Linked DNA regions of Mus musculus: region 1 is linked to region 2. A link is a contact called in public promoter capture Hi-C data. All regions are on one chromosome and are shown on one strand. The core of a region is the stretch at or near the end of the contact, and the rest is flanking DNA. Distances in the headings are between cores, read along the strand shown.

The links. Promoter capture Hi-C pulls out the DNA fragments that hold promoters and counts their contacts.
Region 1: a promoter capture Hi-C map of liver shows a contact between it and region 2, with 6 times the contacts expected there. The contact joins the promoter of Ninj1 here to the promoter of Kdm1b in region 2. A contact is called at or near these places in 1 of 39 promoter capture datasets (liver), 1 of 484 Hi-C or Micro-C datasets (CD4 T cells) and 1 of 9 other capture datasets (pancreatic islet).

What each region holds. Positions count from the first base shown.
Region 1 is chr13:49,185,678-49,191,039 of GRCm38.p6, reverse strand. Ninj1 (ninjurin 1) reads right to left here and starts at 3,511. Exons shown (of 4, transcript NM_013610.3): 1 at 3,403-3,511. The coding sequence starts at 3,477.
Region 2 is chr13:47,039,983-47,045,124 of GRCm38.p6, reverse strand. It overlaps Kdm1b (lysine (K)-specific demethylase 1B), which reads right to left and starts at 1,626. Exons shown (of 21, transcript NM_172262.3): 1 at 1,455-1,626. It overlaps Tpmt (thiopurine methyltransferase), which reads left to right and starts at 1,908. Exons shown (of 9, transcript NM_016785.2): 1 at 1,908-2,021; 2 at 3,546-3,726; 3 at 4,929-5,021. The coding sequence starts at 3,602.

The DNA of each region.
Region 1 (5,362 bases), core at 2,262-4,761, 2.1 Mb before region 2:
CAGGCGGGAGTTCCCTGAAATCTCAGCAGCAGCTGAGAACGGACTATTTTCCTCTAAAACCCAGGAAGGAACATCGTGGGTTAGTCAGCCCATACAGGGGGCTGCACTTATGAGGGCCTCGTCATGAGGCCTAGGGTCACCTGACTGCCCAGAGCATGAGAAGGGAGTGGGCACCTAAGGCTTAGTCACAGCACAGTGGGAATCTGTGCCCATCATCTTCAGCACAGAGCAGGGTGCCACCATTCCCAATCTGATCACACCAACGGCCATCGAGGTGACTGCTTATCAGGAAAAAGACAGGAGAACGCAGGGAACTTTGTAAGGCAGGGCTCAGCAGCTCACATCAAGTGGCAGGGTCAAAATGTTCCTTTACTCTCAGTGTCTGGCTCTCCCTGATAACTTTAGTCACTGAGCAATACCAGGACAGGAACAAAGACAAGGAAAGAAAGGCCAATCCAAGAACAGGTCTTCCATTAGCCAAAATGTTGTCCTAGGTGACCCAAAGGTCCAAGTCTAGATAAATCCTGGATGACCCAGCCTGGACTGTTCAGAGGCCCTGTCAAACACCAGTAGGCAGTAGGGGTTACCAAGGTATGGATGCAGTAGCTGCATACCCACCCCTAAGCTAGATCCAGCAGAAAGCCACCTGTGCCAGCCTTCAGTGCCCCAGCCCGCATTACCTATGCCCCGGGAGCCCAAGAAGCAAGACTGAAGTTTCTCCTGATTTCACACATATATTCCCGGCAGGAAACCCCAGTGAGACAGCAGGAAACACGGGAGGCGGGGTCCCCACAGCAGCTGGGCCACGGGCTGGGCAGACTCACTTCCTGTGGGTCAGAGCTGACCAGGAGTGACCTGGAGGCCCACTAGGGTGGCCTTTAGAACTTGGCTAAGATCCTGACTGCCCAGGATCTGCCAGGCAAGCAGAAGAGGGGAAAATAGGAAAGCTTTTCCTGGTAGCTGAGGCCAGTGTGCAGGACGTGCCATGACCTAGAGACCTGAGATATGGCCGTAGCTCCCTCAGCCTGCGTTCCCTGAGGAGCAAGAAAGCAGGGCAGGTGCCACAGGGTTATGGTCCAGTTCCATCCCAGCCACCTCCCTCTGGCTGTGTCTAACATGAAGCTGTCCCCAGCGTCGTGGTAGGAGTATGGCATTTCCACGTTTAACTGGTGTTTACTGTTTCTCAGGGGCCAGGTGACAGTGAGCTAACTCACCAAAACTGGATCAGGCTGTGAACACTAACAGGGCCTTTAGCTAACCGGCTCTGGGGAACCTAGCATCTGGAGGGGTGTGGGCAGAGCTTCCCCAGTGTTACACTTGACAGGAACCAACCAGGGTGGCTCTGCGGGGCCTCAACTACCTGGGAGGTAGTGGCACCCCTTTTTCCAGAGGGGAAACCGAGGCTCCCTTGGGTTCTCATCCTGGGGACAGTGTTGTCCTTCCCAAACTTCTATGGATGCCACCATGAGACCATGGAGAGTGTCTCCATAGCTAACGCCGCCACGTACTGCGCTCTGCCGCAAGCATTTCCTTTATGTCAGCCATATAGTTTTCACTTAGCAGAGGCACTTACTATGATGCCACTTCGTAGATGATAAACTGAGGCACAGAATGCTGACACGACACACCTTAGAAAGTTGGGAGGTAGGAGCCTGAGGTTGGGAAGGGGGACCAGGCATTGAGCAGGGCAGCCTTCAAAGTTAGCCACACCTCAGAGAAGCATCCTGTGTCCCCAGAGACTCTAGACAAAAATCTCCCTCCCACCCAACCCTGTACAGTCTCAGTAACGAGCCTCTGGTCTCCACTTGTACTGTTCCCCTGACCTCTTCCACTCACACCAAAGGGCCAGATCTGTCCCTCCCCTAAGCCAGTGCAAACACCTCCACCACACAGGGAGCCTTCTCTGACCTCTTTGCTCCCTACTAACCACTATGGCAGGCAGGCAGGCAGGCAGGCAGGCAGGCAGGCAGGAACCCTGCATACCCTTGAGAACCTAATTTAGTTGATTTCATTCTCCTAGTTGGCTCTTCAAAGAAATGGCGGGGGAGGGGGTGGAATATCTCTCTCCTTGTTCCCAGAGCCAAGACAGTGACCCCTGAGCAATCCAACCCAATCTCTCCTGTGTCTGTGCTCAGAATTCTCTTGGGAGGCACAGCTGATCCAGCTGTCTGCAGAGCTGAAGGGGGAGGCTGCTGCTCAGAGACAGCCAGTTTCCCTTCAAATCCGCAGCTGAACCACGGGCCCACCTGTTCCTGATTTGCATCCCTTGTCCTTAAAGGCCTAGAGATCACTGGTTCTTTATTGTAGACCCACATACAAAAGGCCCAGACAGTTGATGGGCTCCCTAAAGGAACTCAGCCCGGGGTGTCCCTGGCCCACTGCTTCCGGAGTGTTCACACATTTTGGCAGAGCCCAAGTCTCAGCTGGCACACCTGAAGTAGTCCCAGGAGACGTTGGTGTTCCCTGTTTCCACTATATGGACCTGGGCAGAAAGTCTCTGTTCTGGTTTATTTTGCACCGCAAAGACTTGTGGAAAATCCCAGCCTGGTGCAATTCCCCACCCCACTCCACCCCATCCCTGGGGGGGGGGGTCGGAAATAGAAGGAATGTCCAAAGTCAACATGTCACCGAGGGACAGAGGGCCATGCGGGGTGGTACAAGTGAAGGCTCGGCCCTGGCATGCTCAGGCCCTGCCCCGGAGGTAGACTATGAGGTGAGGGGTCAGGAAAGATGGTCCCTCGACACAGGCATCCGACCATCGCTGTGGCCTTAGCAGGCTAGGCAGAGCAAACTCGAGGCAGGTCCTTACAGTCCTAGAACTAGCACCCTGACGATCGAGAGGGTGGCGTTCTGTTTTTCATAGGCAGGTGACAGCAGCAGAGACACAGCCACGGGTTTCCCCCTTATCACTGCTGCAGACGACCGTGTGGTCACCGTGTGGTGACGTAGCTGTCTGCCTGATGCTAGCTTCCAACCAGGAGGCGGTGACTCTTCTCCCGCCCACCCCAAGGCACGCAGGAGACAGCCCGGAGGCGTTGGAAGTTGGAGGATGGTGTGGGAGGCAGGAGAGTCCCGGAGAGCGGAATGCCAGCCTTCTCCACCCGAGGAGTGGTGCCAGCCAGACGCGGGCTCTGCACAGCGGGGCGACGGCAGCAAGCTAGACCGCCCGGCGCCTCTGCCTACCTGCTGTGCTGGCCCCAGACCCGTGGGCCACCACTTGCGCTAGAGACAGGTCAAGCACGACTTTGCCCGGAAGCAGCGGCCACCACCACCCCCCGCAGTGCGGACGCCGCGCGAAACCGGGCCAGACGCCCACAGGTGCCCGCTGACGTGCCGGGCCCAGAGAGGGCGGCGCCGGCCAAGGTCACACAGCAGCCGGGGCAGGAGGTGCTGAGAGCTTACCAAGGCGTCGGGGGAACCGGGGGAGCCCGGGCGCAGGTCGCCGTTGAGCTCATACTCCTCAGTGCCCGACTCCATGGTGCGGCCGCCCGGGCCGCCCAGCACACGGCCTGAGCGCACCCGCGCCTCCGCCACGGGCTACGGCTGTGCGCCCGCCCCCGGCCCGCCCCCGGCCCGCCCCCGACACGCCCCCCGCGCGCGGCCGCCCCCGGACTCCGCCTCCACCCGGGGCGGGCCGGGGCCTAGACGCCAGCTGCTGGAATCGCGCCTGAGCAGGATAGCACTTCTCCAGCGGCCTTGATGTCCCCAATTCTCAGGCTCCTTCACGATGGCTAGGGCAAGCAGCCCAGCGCCTGTCCTCGCGATGACATCGGGGGTCCCCAGGGACCCTGTCTCAAAGTTGTTGATCAAACGGGCCCCCCTCTGAACTTTGAACATAAGCACTTGATCTGTTTAAAAGTGAGGCCAAGGGCGAGGCACATGCTGCCCCGTGCTGAGGTTTTTTCCTTGGGGAGGACACGCCCTGAGGCTGTAAGTCCCTTCAGGGTAACTCAACACAGGAAAAGGGTGTCAACGGTTACTCCAGGTTTCCACTTTAGAGCCCTCAGCTGTTCTGCCTGGAGAATAGAACATATGAGGGAGAGCCTCTTGCTCTGGGTCTAGCTTGCAGCCAGCACCCCACTGTGCAGAGCCTGCGTGTGGCTGGCACTGGTGGAGAAGGCTGGCATTCCGCTCTCCGGGACTCTCCTGCCTCCCACACCACCCTCCAAGAGAGACCAGGGACCAGAGGGAAGCACAACAGCTTTAGTGTCCAGAAGAAGCTGACATCATAGCCCTGACATCTATACTCCAAGGGTATGACGTGTTGGTTGGCTACTGCAGTTCGTGGCCCAATGGACCTTTGTGCCCCAGTACCATGTCTTTTCCTGGCCTAGGAAGCTAGATGGAGTGTGATGGGGTGCTGTCGTCCGAGGAGACACACTAGATGCAGGAGTAAAAGCCAGTTGCTGTGCCTTCTTCCTTCCCACCCTGGCCTCACTCTCAGGCCCCATGCTTTGCCTGGCCTCAGGGGTGCCACACTCCTCTCCTGGTATCTCCTAGAGTCTCAGAAGGAATAAGGACGATGAGACTCTTAGGGAGATTACAAGCTGGGGCTCAGAACTACCGTTCCTTGATGGAGTGGTTCACCTTCTCTTTATGACCCTTCTTGCCAGCTTGTGTCTTAGCATAAGGCTGGAGTTTGCTAAAGGCCAAGTGAACCTGCGGACCCTCTGTCCCCTGTCTCACATCCAGAAGGAAGAGGATTAGAAATAAGAAATGGAGCCAGCCTGGTGGTAGAGGTGGTGGCACAAGCCTTTAATCCCAGCACTTGGAGGCAGAGACAGGTGTATGTCTGAGTTCGAGGCCAGCCTGGTCTACAGAGCAAGTTCCAGAACAGCCAGAGCTACATAGAGAAACGCTGTCCCAAAAACAAAAAAGATACCTGGGCAGAAGAGATGGCTTAGTAGTTAAGAGTACCGGCTGCTTGCAGCTCTTGACCGTCTCTCACTCCTCTTCCAAGGCGTCTTACATCCTCTTCTGGCTTCTGTGGGTACCAGACATACATGCAGGCAAAACACCCATCTACATAAAATAAAATGACAAAGAAAATTATTTAAAAAGAAGAAAGAAATGGTACCCAAGGCTGTCTGTATGCCAGGTCCTGTTGCAGGCATTACAGGCTGGAGCTAGACAGTAGAAATCTGTCCTGTGGAGCAGATGGACAGTCAGACACAAATAAGAGGCCAGCACTTTGTGAAGCCTGGTGCCATACTTCTTAAGAACAGGGCTAAGGGGTGAGGAGGGCTGGAGAGACGGCTCAGCAGTTATTAACCCTTGTTGCTCTTGCAGAGGTCCCGAACTTGATTCCAGCACCACATTGGAGGGGTCATAAGCACTCCAGCTCCAAGGGATCTGACAGCTT
Region 2 (5,142 bases), core at 377-2,876:
CCAGTGCTATAATTTAATATTCAACACCCAACCCAATAATTCAATTCTTAATTCCCTATTGCCCTGCGTCTTTTCTCAACTGTTCCCCGTGTGGAAGACAATTATTGACGAGAGAATTTTCTCACATACCCTCTGAAGAAAACCTCCGAAAGGATTCCACAATATATTGTGTAAGCATTCAAAGCAGATGTGGTTGGTGGCTTTGTATTTGCTGCAGAAAGGCTGGGGCAGAAGGATTGCTTTGAGTTGGGAGGCTGAAGACTAACCAACGCTTTTTGAGCTGTGCCTGGGTTAAGAAAGGGATTCCCCACACCTGGCGTGGTCTGCTGCTTGCTCGAGAACTTGGGCCTCGGTGGCTGGGTTCCAGATCACTCAACCCCAACTTTCTGCAGCTGGGCCTGCTTCTCTTACAGGCCAGCTGCGCCGACTATCAGCCATATGGACCGGGACCTGGTGGTGTGCAATCCCAAGGAAGGCTTGCTTGAGCCCTCATCAGCGGCCCTCGCGGCAGATGCCCAAGGTATCCGCTACACCAGCGAACCTGACGGCGCCTCGCTGCCCAAGGTGGGGATCGCAACCTGGGATCCCTCCTCCTGGCCGCGGTGCTCCCACTGCCCCACACAGGAGCCCAGCGTGGGGTTTCTCCTCACCACCACAGAGCGGGAAGGGAAGCCTGGGCCCCTCCTACCAAGCTTTGGGGATTCCCGACCACCCTGAGTGGGGAAGGCAGTCTGGTGTCCCCCCTCCTGGCTGCGGGGTTTCCACGTCCCTGGTGGGAGCACAGTATAGGGTCCCTCCTTTTGGCTACGGGGTTCCCTGGTCCGCAAGTGGGACCGCAGCCTAGGGTCTCTCTTCGCGACTGGCGGGGGGTGGTTTCCACGGCCCCGAGTGGGAGCCCAGAGTGGGGTTCCCTCCTTTGGGCTAAGAGATTCCTACAGTGGGGTAACTCCTCTACGTTAAGGGGCTCCTACAGCTCCGGGTGGGAGCAGAGAAAGGGGTCCTGCCTCCATGTAGATGGGTTCCCTACAGCGCTGGGTGGAATCCCAGAGTAAGACCCCTCCTCCAGGCTGCGGGGTTCCCATAGCCCAGAGTGGAAATCCAGACTGGGGTCCTGTCCACCCGGTCCGCAGCTGGTGCCGGCGCCAGAGTGCCAGGTGCAGCCGCCGCCCAACTCACCTCCGCCCGGCCGAGGCGCAAGCAGCTCCCTGCAGGGTTCCAAGAGAGCGACGAGTGGGAAAGCCCGCGGCGCCGCAACCCCGCAGCCCAGCGCGGGAAGCCCCGGCTTGCACAGGGTCCCCCACGCCACCCCTTCCAAACGCGGGACGCCGGGGAGCCCCGGGGAACGCGCGCGCCTCCAGACCAGGCTCAACACACAGCCGGCCGCTTTGTGCGGAGCTGTCACCCGAAGCCCGCCGCCACCCCCAAGCGCGCCCGCGTGAGGCTCGAGTCCCTACCTCAGAGCGCTGGCCAGGGGGCGAATGCTGCCCTGGGCTGCACCGGGCTGCACCGGACGGCCTGATCCGCACTGCCAGCTGCAGCAGCTCGGCCGCCGCCGCTTCCGCCCCTATCACGCCGTGACCCGGAGTGGGAGGAGCGCACAGGCCCAGGGAGCAGGAGGGTCCCGGCGCTCGCCCCGCCCCGATGATTTCCGCCACTGCGCAATCTCGGCAGCTGCTAAGGGCGGGGCCCTACGCGTTCTGGGCGGAGACCTTGCTTCGGGGCGGGGCTTAGGTTTGAAGGTGGGGCCTGGGCGGCCTGGGTGGGGTCACAGGGTCCTGGGAGGGGCCTGCGCGCCCTGGGCGTGGTCTGCACGCTGGGCGGAGCCTGCGTGTCCTGGGCAGAGTTCTCACGCCCCGGGCAGGGCCTATAGGACCGGAGCCTGGATAATCTTTTCCGGGGTGGGATCAGACCACATTGGGCGGGGCCTTCGCCCCTGGGGCGGGGCCTGTGAGTCCTTGCACAGCTCCCGGCTTACAAAGGCGGGCTAGTGTCTGAGAGGTAAGCAGCTAGCTGCAGCCAAGGTAAGTAAGTTCTCAACCGGTAGTAAAGGCGGTCATCTGCTAAGACTGTGTGAGCCTGTTACAGCGTTTTTTCAGAATGGGGCTCCCGAAAAGCATGGATGACCCAGCTACTTGAGTCCCGAAAAGGGGTTCCGATAACCGCAGCAAAAACTGGGAATAAATGATCAGACTAGAAATGCTTTGAGTCCGATGTATTAAGTAGCCCCTTGCTTAGTGGTGTGTTTCAGATAACAATGTCCACGTGTAAAATACTGAGCCATCCTGGAGATTTGTGGACTTCAGTGAAGTTAGCTTTTCAGTTTAATGAAATTCAAAAATAAAACTAAAGCAGAACCCAAGCATTGTTGTGTACGAGGAAGCTGAGGCAGGAGGATCAGGGCGAGCTAGAGGTCAGCCTGTACTATATAGTGAGTTCTAGATAGACCCTCTGTTAAAAATGAAAAAAAAAAATCCTAGGCAGAAAAAGATGTTTTTTAGGTAGGCATATTGGACGTAAACGTTTGTTAGTGGGAGTTATTGCGGATCTGTCTTTTCTCAACCTTGTACTTTGCACCTTTATTGTTTTTAGAATTTTTTTTTTTCTCAAAAAATGATCAGTGAGCACCACTCTGAGGCGCTGTTACAACAGCTAAGTGGTTGTGTTTAACAGCCCCAGCTTCGGTGAGGTAGAGCTGGGTGGGCTAAAGATCTTTCTTCTGTGTTCAGGAGAGCCCTTGTTTCTGTAGGGCACCTTTGGGCATCACAGCTTCTGATAGAGAGTGGAGATGGGAGGAGAGCGATTCTCTTGCTTTTCTGTATCCACAATAATCCCATACTTCCCTCCGACCTCTCAGAATGCTGGACTCTGCCCCCTGACATGAGCATCAGGGAAAAGCCTTTTGTTAGCAAATACTTGGCTGTGAAGTGCATTTCCGTTCCCAGAGTTGATGGGGATGGTCCTTCTTTAATCCTAAGCACAGAAGCTAAATCATGCAACAACAGGACATTTCCTTACATTACTGCCTTTGTGACATGTTTGCTGGTTCACAGATTCAAGACATATGATCACCAATGATTTAAAGGGCAGGTTGGAACTGTGGAATTTTTTTTTAGTTTTTTTTTTTTTTTCCTTATATGAACGAATGTCTTGCCTGTATTGGATCCACTGCAACGGGGTTACAGACAGCCACGAGACACCTTGTGGTTTCTGGGAATTGCACTGGGTTCTTTTCAAGAACAACAAGTACTCTTAACTACTGCTGGGATTGAAGGCATGCTGCCATTCATATCTTATTTGTTTTTGAGAGAGTCCTGCTACGTAGCCCTGGATGGCCTGGAATCTACTATATAGATCATGTCGGCCTGGAATTTGCAATAACCCTCTTGCCTCTATCTCCCAAGTACTGGGGGCATGTGACGACTCTCCTGTCTTTAATGCTGATATGTGTTTTTAAAGCTATTGCCCTAGGTAGAGGGTTTTGTAGCGTTCATTAATAGAATCACAATGTTCCTGAATGACATCATTGTAGATGTCTTTCCACTTAGGCACTGGAGACACCAACCTCAGAGACAAAAATTGTCTACAACCCGTGGATGGTACCATGTCCCTTGATATGAAAGAGCACCCTGATGCTGAGGTACAAAAGAACCAAGTACTAACCCTGGAAGACTGGAAAGAGAAGTGGGTGACCCGTCACATCTCATTCCATCAGGAGCAAGGGCATCAGTAAGACATGTTTGGTCTCTGGCAGAGAAATGCTTTAATCAGAAACTGACTCTAGCGGGTGTGTACCTTGGTGGGTAGAGAGACCTTAGCATGAAGGAAGGTCTTGGTTTGTTCTGCAACACTGAACAAAACTGGGCGCAGTGGCATATGCATGTAATATCAGCGTTTGAGAGATGGAAACAAAAGCATTAGAAATTGAAGCTGCATAAGTGAGTTTGAGGCCAGTGCTAAGCTCCAGGGAGAGAGAGAGGAAAGAAGAAAAAAGAAACTGACTTTGAAATAAAAGTAACACACAAATACATTATTGCATTTCTTTTCAGACACACTGTCATCTCATATCGTTAGGGAATCACAAAGCACCCATAGCACATCATACTTTGATTTCTCTCAGTGTGCAATAATCTGATTTACAGATATATGAAATATATCTTCTTCTTAAAGCTCACCCTCACTTTGTTCACGTTGGTCACAGGTGCTTATACATGCAGCAGATACTGAAACAACATCTAACTTTCTGTCTCCTTATGTTCTAAAGCAAGGGCAAGCAAGGGTGAGCTCCCACAGGCTGCCTCAGCAGATATAGGCACTTGCCACATACCCCTACAGCCTGGGTTCTGTCCCTAAACACCACATGAAGGAAAGTGAGAACTGACTCTTGAAAGCTGTCCTCTGACCTCCAGACATGTGCTATGACATGGGAACATCATACATGTGTATGATAGATGTACACATAGACATATACACACACACCATAAATTAACTTAACTAAAATTAAGGAAAAAGTTAAGTTTATTGAGAGAATATTCTCTGATATTTTGAAAATACATAAATTTAGAGACCCCTCTTCTTAACATCACTTTCACGTAACAACAAAAATAAGAATATAAATATAAATGTAGACTTTTCCAAATGTATTTCTCAAGGCAACATAAGCAGTTTTTACTTTCCAGTCATGAAAACTCCAGGTTGCTAGTCATATGTAATACTAAGTAACTGCGTAGTGAAGCAAGTAACTTAGCTAACCTGTTTCTTTGAGTGTAACCCGGAGGTTGTAATAATTAACATTACCTGCTTGTTACAATGTTGAGAGTACTGAGATAATGAATGCAAAAGTTCAGAGTGTCATAAATTCTCCTCTCCCCTTTCCTGTGATTCTGGGCTAGTTAAAGCAAGCATTGTGGTAACTTTGTTCTCTTCCCCAGGCTGTTGAAGAAGCATTTGGATACATTTCTTAAAGGCCAGAGTGGACTGCGAGTGTTTTTCCCCCTCTGTGGAAAAGCCGTTGAGATGAAATGGTATGCACAAGTGAGCGTCAGCTAGTTTTGGCAGAGCAATTCTCAGGATGAATATTTAACAGAGTATGTGTAGGGTTTTTTGTTTTGTTTTGTTTTTTTTAAAAAAAAGATCTGTTAGGTA